Regions from separate parts of the Hordeum vulgare genome. Here region 1 is linked to region 2. A link is a contact called in public Hi-C data. All regions are on one chromosome and are shown on one strand. The core of a region is the stretch at or near the end of the contact, and the rest is flanking DNA. Distances in the headings are between cores, read along the strand shown. Region 1 has its middle 46 kb from the start of LOC123442100. Region 2 has its middle 22 kb from the start of LOC123445353.

Region 1 (6,182 bases), core at 1,259-3,758, 56 kb before region 2:
CCATCATTACAAATTACTCAAAATTAACACTTCAGGCTTCATAAGACCTGTGGATACCCGAAGCACTCAACTCATAACTCATAAGTCAGAACATTGCCAAGAAATCAACCATGAATTATGTCGTCCTTCGTTTTCCATACCCACACCACTATATGTGAAAGGATAATATGATGAAATGCAACTTAATCTCCCCGAATGGATGAGCAAATTTAGTCGAAGTCACCACTTCATTCACTGTTTTGTCTACTGTCTGCAAACGTAATATATTGAAACTTCCCTTGATATACTTGGTTATTCCGTATATGGAGGATAACCAGGCTGGGCACATTAATCTTGCACCAGAAACGTATTGTATGTCATTTTTATTCACTTTTCAGGCATATTGAAAATAATGTTTCTCTGATTTTATTTATAAAATAGCAATTTGTGTCGGGCAAGAGTTGTGCTCTTCCTGTTATTATTCATCAGGTCACAATTCATTTGGAATCAAAGAAGTGGTCTCTCCTGACTTCAGATTAATCAACCGCCGCGATAACATGAGAACGCATGATCTCAACAAAAGGCTCATAGTTGATAGTTCTTATTAAGCAATTAAAATAGAATGCCATTAGCTTGGTTGCCACTACAATTCATCACTTCTGTTGGTGCTTTAATATGAAGATTGGACTTGAATAAATTTATTTGTTGTTTGCAGTGGTTTCATACTAGGAAAAATATTGTTTTAGCTGGATAGTGAAAACACAATTTTCTACTATTTGAAAAGACTTACTGAGTTGAGTACATGCCTTTTAAAAAATTAGTGCAGAGGCTGGAGACCTTTTTCCTTTTTTTAAGCAAGTAGGTGGTGAGTCTTGCATCATTTGGCTCGCATGTTAAAATTGCTATAGTCCCTACTTATTTCCAAATAAAATGATTTTCTTCGCCCCAGATCAGCCTCCGATCACAAGCCTTACAGTCAAGGACTGAGCTTACAAAAAAACTACTACAACAGCTTAAACTAAAACGACATGTTCAGAAACCATCATTACAAAGTACTTGCTCATTACAAAGACCAGCATCAGCTGAACACTGAGAAACAGACCAAACTAACTTAACAATAGCATAGAAGTATGACTGACTTCCATCAACCATTCTCCAGCCGGAGCATCGTAGCTCCCCATCCTTATTAGTCATATTATTTTTGACAACACCTTCTTTTGTCAGTAAAAACATACATCTGTGAAGATGGCCCACAGTGGAAACGTGACTTGTGTAACTGTTATGCCTGGATCCACATTTTTTGGATATGATGATTGATGATCTTCACAATCACGATTTCTTAAGCTATCCATTACTTCTGTGCTTCTCTTGCTTGTTCAAAATCCAAAATCGTAATTGCATGGTTCTGTTTTACACATGCGACATAAGAGTGTATGTATGTTTATTTTTGGATATGATGATCTTCACAATCATGAGTATGTAGGCATGGCTTGCAATGTTAAATACCTAGTTAAATTTTATGTTTATGCAGGCTCATGAGGATGTCGTTGAAGATGTTGCTTGGCACCTTAAGGATGAAAACCTATTTGGATCTGTTGGCGATGACTGCAAGTTCATGATGTGGTACTTGCGTACAAACAAACCAGAACAATCTATAGTTGCGCACCAAAAGGAAGTAAGCATGCTTTAATTGATAGTTGTTGAGCTAAATGTTTTTTCTGTGTTGACGGGAACATAGCTGCAGTACTACAGTTTGTTCTATGCTCACTTTTTGCTCAGCTAAATGTTTTTCTGTGTCTGAGTGGAGTATAGCTGCAGTACTAGAGTTTGTTCTAAGCTCAACTTTTACCATAGTGGGAAGATCTTTTCTTTGTGCAAGCATCCTTACTGAAAAAGATGGAACCTATTTGGGTCCATTAGTGATGACTGCAAGCTCATGATGTGGGACTTGCATATGAACAAACAGGAACGATCTATAGGTGCTCATTAAAAGGAAGTTAGCATGCTTTGAGCAAGAGCTACTGAGCTAAATGTTTTTCTGTGTCGAGGGGAACATAGCTGCACTATACTCATTTTTTTGTGAGCAAGACCTTTGCTTTATGTACCGGAGTGGTATGTGAAGCCTGTTTTCTGAAGTTGCAATGATATACTTATTCCTTGTGTCTCGCTTCTTTCAAAAAATTTACCATCAGATTTTTTTTTGGTGGGGCACCATCAGTTTCTTTGTGTGACTGTCCCTGATCTGGCTTGAGCGGAACATACCCTAATAACTGACAAATGGAAGGGCTACTTTGCAAAACCACCAACCCTGCCCACTCTATCCACTTGGCGCGCTGTGATTCGCTGTGGACTAAAACTGCACAAGAGAAGCAAGTTCTAGGATGAAATAGGTGCACTTTGCAAGTTCCAGGATCAAACCATCACATTATGTGTAAGTTGTAGGATCTGAGGTGCTATTACCTCATAAGTAAACTAACCAGTAGTTCCATCTTAAAGATTCCCGGCTGTCAGATTTAAAAAAAAAAAGGACTCCCGGCTGCATACTACTGCCTCTGCTAGTCTGCCCTCACTCTCAGTGCTCTGCTCCACCCACCCGCCGCCACTGCTTCTCCACTGGATCTGATGGAAGAAGCTTCGCTGGAGGCCGCGATTGGGTGGCTGGTGCAGGCCATCTATGCCATCCTCCTAGCTGGCGGCGAGCTCGATGCTTGGATTCGCCGGGCTGGGCTCGCGGATGACATCGAGAGGCTCAGATCCGAGGTCGAAGGAGTCGAGATGGTGGTCTCTGCTGTCAAGGGGAGAGCGATCGGGAACAAGCCGCTAGCCCGATCACTCGCTCGCATCAGGGAGCTGCTCTACGGCGCGGAGGATCTGGTGGACGAGCTCGACTACTTGAGGCTCCAGCAGCAGCTGGAATTGGAAGGAGGTAAGCGTGTCCCCTAGATCCATCCAACTGTGGCCCCGTCGCTGCAGAATAGTTCACCATTCAGATCACCACCCTTCTCCGGTGACCTCGCCGGCGCTAAGTTTTTTCTTTTTTTTGAATGCCTACTGTGTTGATTTTTCGGAAATCAAGCACTCCACCCGTTCCTTTTACTCCGGGTACTATGTTTGTTAAGTTTGACCAAATTTATATTAGGTTAGAAGATATCACCACCCACAATACCAAATAAATACACCATGAAGATTTACTGCTTGATCGATCTAATGATGTTAATTTGATATATTCTGAATGTTAACTTGGTCAAACTTCAAAATTCTGACTTAAGAAAAAACATAGTATGCGAAATGAAAAGAAAATGAGGGAGCACAAAGTATATAGAGTAAATAGCTCAAGAGTTAAATTTCCGTTCATTCACAAAAAAAAAAGAGAGTTAAATTTTTGTTCCATATTTTCTTTTGGTACAGGCACAAGGCATGACCATGACGAAACAGATGCACATGGATCACTGCAAGTGGAGAGATCGACTGAGAGTAGCAGTGTTGACAGATTACGGTCCGAGTCCTGGGGACACTTTGATATCGAGGAGTTTGCTGGAAATGGAGGGCCTGTCAGAGCAATATGTAAGCACTGCGGTGTAGTGGTTGAGTGCACAACTGACAAGGGGACACCTATTTTGCGCAAGCATCTCAAGAGTAAAAGTTGTAAGAAGAAACGTGGAGCAAGTGACCTTTCAAGGTAACTGAGAAATTTATATCTTCATGGGTCGCCAGCACATTTTAAGACTCTCCTGTATACATCTATGGTGGTTCTAACAGCCAATCCATCATCTTTTTCTCTTATTGCAGCACTGGTGATGCTACTGCAAGTACTCCTTCTACTGCAACTGATGGTATTTCATCCACCAGAAACATGAGAGGGGTTGGGGTTGAGGAGCCAAAACACGGCACCACATCTGACACATACACTTGGGACAAGAACAACTTTTCCAATAGGATAAAAGACATAACTCATCAGTTGCAAGGCATCCGAGGAGATGTGAGAGAGGCTCTGATGATACTTGGGTCAGACTCTAGCGCAAGTTCAAATCACCATGTAGAACATCCACACCGTAGAACATCAAGTCTTGTTCAGGGAAAAGTTTATGGGAGAGATCATGAAAAGGGAAAAATCATACAGCTTATAAAAGGACACAAATCATCCAGCACTGTAACTGTTCTGACTGTTTTAGGCATTGGTGGTGTTGGGAAGACAACCCTTGCTCAACTGGTATACAACGATCCATCTGTGGAAAGTCAATTTGACCACAGAATATGGATTTCGGTGTCCAAGAAATTTGATGAAACGAGAATCTCAAGAGAGATATTGGATTTTGTCTCCCAAGGAACACATGAAGGGATGTACAGCTTTGCCAGGCTTCAGGAGGTCTTGAAAGGTTATATTAAATCAAAGAGGGTTCTGCTTATTTTAGATGATGTCTGGGATGACATGAATGATTGCCAGTGGAACCAGCTATTCGCCCTTTTCAAATCTGGCAATGCAAAAGGCAATATCATACTTGTGACAACTAGAAAACCAACTGTTGCAAAAAGGAGAGGTACGGTTGAACCAATTAACTTACATGGTTTGCAAAATGATGTTTTTTGGATATTGTTTAAGGCTTGTGTCTTTGGTGATGAGAACTGTGAAGTGGAAGGTAGTCTTAAGATCTTGGGACGGCAAATCATAGAAAAGTTGAACGGAAACCCACTAGCTGCAGAAACTGCAGGGGCACTACTAAGAGAGCATCTTACCATTGATCATTGGAGTAACATTTTGAAGAGCGAAGATTGGAAATCCCTGCAACTCAGAAGAGGCATTATGCCTACTTTGAAGCTTTGCTATGATCAACTGCCCTACCATTTACAACAATGCTTCTCATATTGTGCTATATTCCCTTGCGATTACCGGTTTCTTGCTGAGGAGATAGTTCGTATTTGGATTTCACTGGGATTTGTGAAGTGTAGTCATTCAAGTATGAGATTGGATGAGATAGGACGGCTCTATCTGGCTGATTTGGTGAACCTGGGGTTCTTTCAGCAGATTGAAGGAGTCCACTCTTCAAGCAGTCAAACTACTTATGTTATGTATGGTCTTATGCATGATTTCGCAAGGGTAATTTCAAGAACTGAGTGTGCAACTTTGAATGCTCTAGAATGCAATGAGATTTCATCAACTGTACAACATTTGTCAATAGTAACTGATCCTATATATTGGCACAAAGAGAAGTTTGAGGAGATATTGCGGAAAACAGTTAAAAATTTGAGATCGTTGGTCTTAATTGGGCATTTTGACTCCCAACTGTTCCAACAAATACTTGAAAAGGCACACAATTTGCGTCTGCTGCAAGTGTCTGCAACTGTTCGTTCTCATTCCCTCCCATGTGGTTTGGTAAATCCTACTCATCTTCGGTACCTAAACCTTCAGGTTTCTCATGTTTGGCAAGGAGATTTACCTCAAGCTTTGAGCAAGTTTCTCCATCTTCAAGTATTAGAGGTTGGTTTATGTCGTGGTACTTCGTTTGCCTCTGGGCAGATGGTTAATATGGAGGGTTGTGGCGAAAAGCTTATATTTCTATCTCTGGAAAGACTTCTGTTTCTTACGACGCTCAAGTTGACCAACATGCGAAAAATAAGACAAGTATCAGTTCCGTCATTGCAGGAGCTGATTTTGGTTGAAATGCCAGAGTTGGAGAGATGTACCTGTACTTCCCTAGGGGCTTTGAACTCTAGTTTAAGGGTACTGGAGATCCGGAGCTGCCCTGCACTCAAGGTGTTCGATCTGTTTGAGAAAGGTCATAACTTCGCTGAGCAGCAGTTGATGTTTAAAGATCGTAACTTCAAAACTAACTGGAAGCCATGGTTGCCTGGACTTAGAGTACTCACAGTAATCAATTGTCCTCATTTACTGATGCCGTGTCTCCTTCCACATTCAACTACTGTTTCTAGCCTCCACATCGACGGAGTTCCAACTCTTCTGAAGTTGAAGGGATCGTCCAGAGAAAAGTTAGAAATTTCTCCAAATAGTCGATCTGGTGTGAATACCGATGAGACAATGAGACTGGATGGAGAAATATTGGCATTCCATAATTGGGGGGACCTAAAATCCTTGCACATATCATTTTGTGGAAATCTAACATCTATTTCTTTCCAAGGTCTTGGGGAGCTCTTCTCTTTAGAGGACCTCCACATAGTAGGGTGCACAAAACTTTTCTCTTCAGATG
Region 2 (5,742 bases), core at 1,126-3,625:
TCGTAGGTCTAGCATTTTTGGGATAGAAGCAGGGTAAAAACCCAACATCTATACCTCGCTTGGTTGCTTGCATCGAGGCTGTCTGCATTAGAGGATCGGTTTAAACACGTTGTTTGGTTGTCTATATTGACTCGGCACATGCAACTACACTCTGTCTAAGACTTAGCAGGCACCCATATCACACAGAGCAATGCTACATCTACGTAAATGTTTACGTACGTTTACGTAATAGTCTGACTTGGCAATAACTGATTGGATTAAGAGGAGGATGAGGCCCACCCACTTCCGAAAATAGGGGGGCATGTTTAGATTAGTTGGAAGGTTTAATAAACTTATGTAGGCTTTAGTAGTTCTAGCATTTTCGTATCACACACAGTGACATGACGGTTGCTATGAATGATGGTGAGGACACAAGCAACTAGTTTGCCGCGTCGTCGTTGGACTCGGAGCCCAGGCCACTGTCCACCGCCGCGGGCTCGCCTGTGCGGCACGCCGGCCTCTTCGGGTCGACGAGCAAGCCTCCCACCGCCGTGGCGAGCAGTGCCTCCAAGAGAAGCAGCAACAAGTACCACCGATTCCTGATGGCGCTTTTGGAATAGACCTGAACCCCATGGGCCACGACGAGGCAACAGTCGATGCGTCAGCGGCCAGCATCGGCCAAGTGCTCCGCGCGCGGCCACTGCATCGGATCGGCCACGCCGTAGGCCTTGCCTTCGGGCCGTTCTTCTAAGCCCTCCGAGGGTGGGCGGTGGGGATAGTAGGAGTACTTCCCCTTCCTCAGTCGGAGTGGGGGTGGAGGAGGCGCTGGCGGCGTGGACGTATCGGTTCGGGGCGAGGCGGTGGCGCCTCCCCACGCAGCATTCCTCGGAGTCGATGGGCCCCTCGGGCTTGTTGTTGACGTCGGTGCTGGCCATCATAATGTATGGATCGGGAGATCGGTCGGTCACGCGGGGGTGGAAGAGGAGCAGCACAAGGAACAGGTGGTGAGCAGGTCCCAAAGCAGCAACAGAGAAGACTCCAATCCTCGCATCGTCGACGTCCGTCGACCTTCGGCTCGCCGTCGATGTCCGACGCCACCTGTCGGACCCCTCCCTACCACGCCGCCCAGCCTTCATGCATGTCGTCCCAGTGCCCTACCTCGCCCGGACCCGACAAGGGGAGATGCTTCCGGTGCGCTCCGTCCCGGCGAGGACGCGGCCTCCTGCCTGCTTCGCCCGAGCCCATGCCCCATGGAAGAGCTCCTCTGCCTCGCGTCCGAGCAGCCGCTCCTCCTCGTGTCGCATCACTGGCGTGCCCCTACGAGCTACGACACGTCGCCGTTCCTCGGCCCGCCCCTCTCCCCTCGTTCTCCTCTCAACCCCATGCTTCTTCTCCCTCCTCTCTGATCTTCTCCTTCTCTTTTGTGCTCACAACCACACATGATGCCATGGTCACCACGGAACGTCACTGCGCCTCTACGGTTGATGAAACTAGGAACCCGTTGTGTGAATGGAACCATGGCACTAGTGGAAAACGGGCCTTTGGCCGGGACCCTTTAGTCCCGGCCTGCCTTTGGGCCGGGACTAAAGGCCCAGCCACGTCGCCTCAATTCTCAATGCCTCCCTTGAGGCTTTAGTCCCGGTCCGTAAGGAGCCTTTAGTCCCGGTTCGTGTCCCAAACCGGGACTAAAAGGCTACGCGGGACATCAATGTGTACATGCATATTTTACTTTTCTTTAGAATTCACACCCATGAACATTTATAAAAGACTGAGTTGGTACTTTATCTTGAGATAGATGAAGTTGTTATAGAAGTCTTCGTAGTCAACGGAAATGTATTCTTCACTGAATTTACATTATCGAAAGGTCTGAAATAAATGCAAAATAGTATGAGCATCAATATCAAAGCTACGACTTAATTTTTTGATGAGTAAAGGATATGAATGTCGTCTTAACCATCTAACCAAAGCTTGGTCCGTGCTACTCAAGGGTTAGTGACGTACTCGTCGCCAACATTACCGAGTAGAGTATGTGTGAGACACTATGGCCCGGACAACATGAAAGGTACCCGCTGCATTGACTCCCCCTCCAAGCCATCCAACCCGCTCAGACCGACAAAACCGACATTTCACAAGCTGTGCTGCCGGGTGCCAGCTCGCGCCCAGGACCGACCCAGATGGCACTGCGGGCCCTACTTGCCAGTGACCTAAGCTAGTTGTGTAATTATTCATAACCCTTACAGCCGTGCCGCATGCCCGCAACCTCCTTGGAACAGTTCAGACTACCAAATCCCAGCTCGTTCCTCGTGGACCCGTTGCCGCCCGAGCCCATGGCACGGTGAGAGACCAAGGTCTGAAAGCCCGTGTGGGACCGAAGACGCGTGAGCCGGTGGCGGACGCATTAGATCCGGAAGCGCAGGACGAGGGCCCGGAGCCACCGTCGCTCCCCACCAACGGGATCGAGCCCATCCTGTCCGGCGACAAGGAGGATGGCGATGACACCGCCACGGTCTCCTTCCTGTCTCATCCGCCACCGCCACTAACGCCGCCATCGCCGCATGCGGCAATGTGGAGAAGTCGTTCCCGGCGGCCACGGACCTGCTCCACATCTCCTACAGCCAGGACGGTTGCTGCTTCGCAGCGGGGAGCAAGACGGGCTTCCGCCTCTACACCGATGTGAATGAGTGAATGACTTAGATCAGTTGTAATGGGACTATAATAAGTATCATGCATACCGACTAGACAATTTTGCTAAAAAATTCCTTGTTTTTATGTGTCATGCATGAGAATATGATACTAGCATCTTTTCTTTCTTCAACTAATGCCATGACATTGCACCAATATGCCTAGTTAGGATTTTATGAGGCAACGTGATATTACATATGATACCCCGACTATGAAAGGTCTAAAATAGTAAGTTAGGATACTATGCAGGACAAGGATAATGTCATATGCATGATAATAGTTTATGATACTCTTCGCTACACGCAGAGATAACAAGAGCAACAACATAGGCATGGGAGGTGGTGCCCTGCCCACGCAATTCTCTTTGCCATCGGCGGCGCGAGCCATGTTCCGACCATATATGCTGGCCACCATATTTTTTTCTTTGGAGAGAAGATCCACAGTGGGAGGGCAATTGGATGCAACTAAGTACCAAACTACACGCGCCGACAACAAGGGTATCATCATAATTGTATGTCATAGGAACACCCAAGGGAGGAGAATATCACATGCTCCCGTGACCCCACGTTTGGAAAATCAAATTTTCATCTTTAAAAAAAAGTGATTTTTTTGTGGATGTTCATAAGACGTATACAACCCTAAAAAATTCAAATTCAAATTAAAAATACACATAGAAAAATATGTGAGTAGTGTTGTTTTTGCCTCTCTTTTTTGAGACACCATTCATGCTGAATTTGTCATTTATATCGTCAAGCTTAATTCACGTGGGCTTTATTTTGTTTCTAAATTGACATTTAGCTTTGCCAGTAAGTAGCTACAAAAAATAAAAGGACCAAAAAGACCACGGACAACACCACTGTTCTACGAAAAAAAATACAACGAATAAGTGCCCCCTTTGAGATAGGGAAGAGCTTGAGAGCAAAGATAGTCCCAAGGCATACATTTGCTTTTCATCGACGTGCAGCTCCTAGTCTCTTTCCGAAACGATGTGTCATCGTCGCTGTTCCTTCAGCCTAGCTATAGTTCATGCCACGATGGCCGTAATTAGGTCATTCACACCAGTCGTGGCACGGCGTGAATGAACACATTTCTGTATGCCTCCTATTCCAAACGTGCTATACGTGTCTAAATCCTAAATCTTAAGTGCCATTGGTTCCTTTCTATCTCTGAATGATGGTGTAGGTGAAGGGCCATGGTAAGAACACCACTAGACAGATAGATTGGTACCATATATCAAGGGTGAGACCGAACTTAGTGGGTCCCTAATATTTAGGGATGAGATTGGTGTAAGGATTTTGAAGTGTAAATGTGATTTTATTTTAGTAGTCGTTGCATCCGGTGCAAAGGACAAAGGAGGTCACATGCATGACTGAAACGATGTATATGAATGAAAGAGTAACTTATATGGATCCAGAATTTATCTAGCAAGCGCAACAACATGGACACGGGAGCTGGTGCCCTCGGCCCATGCCATTATCTTGGTCGCCGGCCGACGAGCTGTGTTCCCATCATATATGCCCGTCATCACCACCACCTGATATTTCTTGGGAGTGAAGATCAACAACGGATGGAAGTAATCAAGCACTAAGAGCGTCTACAGCCAGACCCCATACTCCCTCCCTAAACGTCCGAAACACCCGTCCGGTCAATAAAATATGACTCAACCGGACCCCTCATTTGGTCTCTATACGTCTGGACTGACAGGCACCCCTCAAATCGAGACAAAGTATAGGGACGATATGAAGGCGTTTGAACACGACCGGGTGCGGCCAGGCAATGCACTCCATTTCATAGCAATTCCACCTATGGCCACCCGAAGAGGAGGTGTTCTTGCCCGCGCCGCTGGATAGTAACAAGCTTCTCTGTTAATTGCATAGGTGGATCAAATCTCATTGTGTCAAGTTTACCTCATTCATGTACGTTGATGTCATACTACAATGATTTTTTGTATGATTTCAAAAGAGCAGTGAAAATATATTTTATGAATAAAAAAGAGCCATGCAAACATCAATGTTTCATTTATGAAGGAAATAGACCGTGTCTACGAATCTTCTTTGTCATAAGCAGAGAAGATTCGTACTCAACATCCATATGCTTCACAAATGATACAATGACAACCGAAGTTTGTCACAATTAGACGACCCGGCTATTTACCGGTGGATTAGCTCATAAGGCAATGAGGTGGGACTAATAACATCTAAAACCCATCAAGCCAATACGAATATCAAAATCTTCAAGTATTTTTGGTGTCCCGCCAGCCGAACACGGACGTGATGATCGATGTGCATGTGTTTCCATGTATCTGATGTTTCAAAAATATGGTATGTGGTTGCAAATCGAAAATTTTGAGGCATATCCAGTCAATGTCCGCGGGAGCGTCCGCGGACGTTTGAGGGCTCAATTTGCAAATTTCGGTTGTAAATGCTCTAATAGTTGTGCGGCTGCAACATAGGGAAACCATATGCATAGCAGATAGATAGGGAAAAGGTCTAGCATAGATAGAGAACATATCCTATGCACCAAGTAAATCTTTGCACCCAGTGCACTAGTAGGTTTTGGGCCAATATTTGACAAAGGAATGGTCCAGATTTGATCACAAATTAGCCTATACCGTTTTGCAGAGAGAACTATTCACTTTGTAAAAATGAATTCGCACTTCACATCTCTCCCTGCTACAACCATATACGTTTGGGTTTTTATGGCTCAAACAAAAAATGGGTGATATATTTTAAACCGAATGTCTAATTTTGGATTAGTTTGACTATTGTATTTAACTTGATGAGACCTTTGAAAGGATATCAATGTTGAAGATATTTTGAAAATATATTTTTGCCTTTTAAAATATACTCAAAACTTGATGCACGGTAAAACATCTAACTAAAACAATGATGCCAGTCAAAACAATTCCGACAACAAAAATTTGATTCAAAATATATTACCTGGTTTTATTTAGACAGAAAATAAATAAGCAAACAACTTTGTTGATGGAAGTCTGAGAATGTGAGAAATGGAGTGTGATTTGATTTCTAAACAATAGAAATACTATTTTGCAAATGTACCAGCCATCCATTTCTAAACAAC

What was found. Hi-C and Micro-C count contacts between places; a contact is called where the count stands out from the background.
Region 1: a Hi-C map of leaf shows a contact between it and region 2, with 4 times the contacts expected there. The contact joins two enhancer-like sites. A contact is called at or near these places in 4 of 6 Hi-C or Micro-C datasets (leaf, seedling and an unstated tissue).

Annotation. Positions count from the first base shown.
Region 1 is chr3H:583,842,202-583,848,383 of MorexV3_pseudomolecules_assembly, reverse strand. It overlaps the pseudogene LOC123442099. Among protein-coding and RNA genes, the nearest start is that of LOC123442100, 46 kb to the left of the region's middle. Within about 2 kb of position 2,508, at least 2 of the 3 cell types and tissues checked have open chromatin away from gene starts, as enhancers often do. A contact at or near this core is called in leaf and seedling, where this site is marked.
Region 2 is chr3H:583,786,659-583,792,400 of MorexV3_pseudomolecules_assembly, reverse strand. No RefSeq gene overlaps it. Among protein-coding and RNA genes, the nearest start is that of LOC123445353, 22 kb to the right of the region's middle. Within about 2 kb of position 2,375, at least 2 of the 3 cell types and tissues checked have open chromatin away from gene starts, as enhancers often do. A contact at or near this core is called in leaf and seedling, where this site is marked.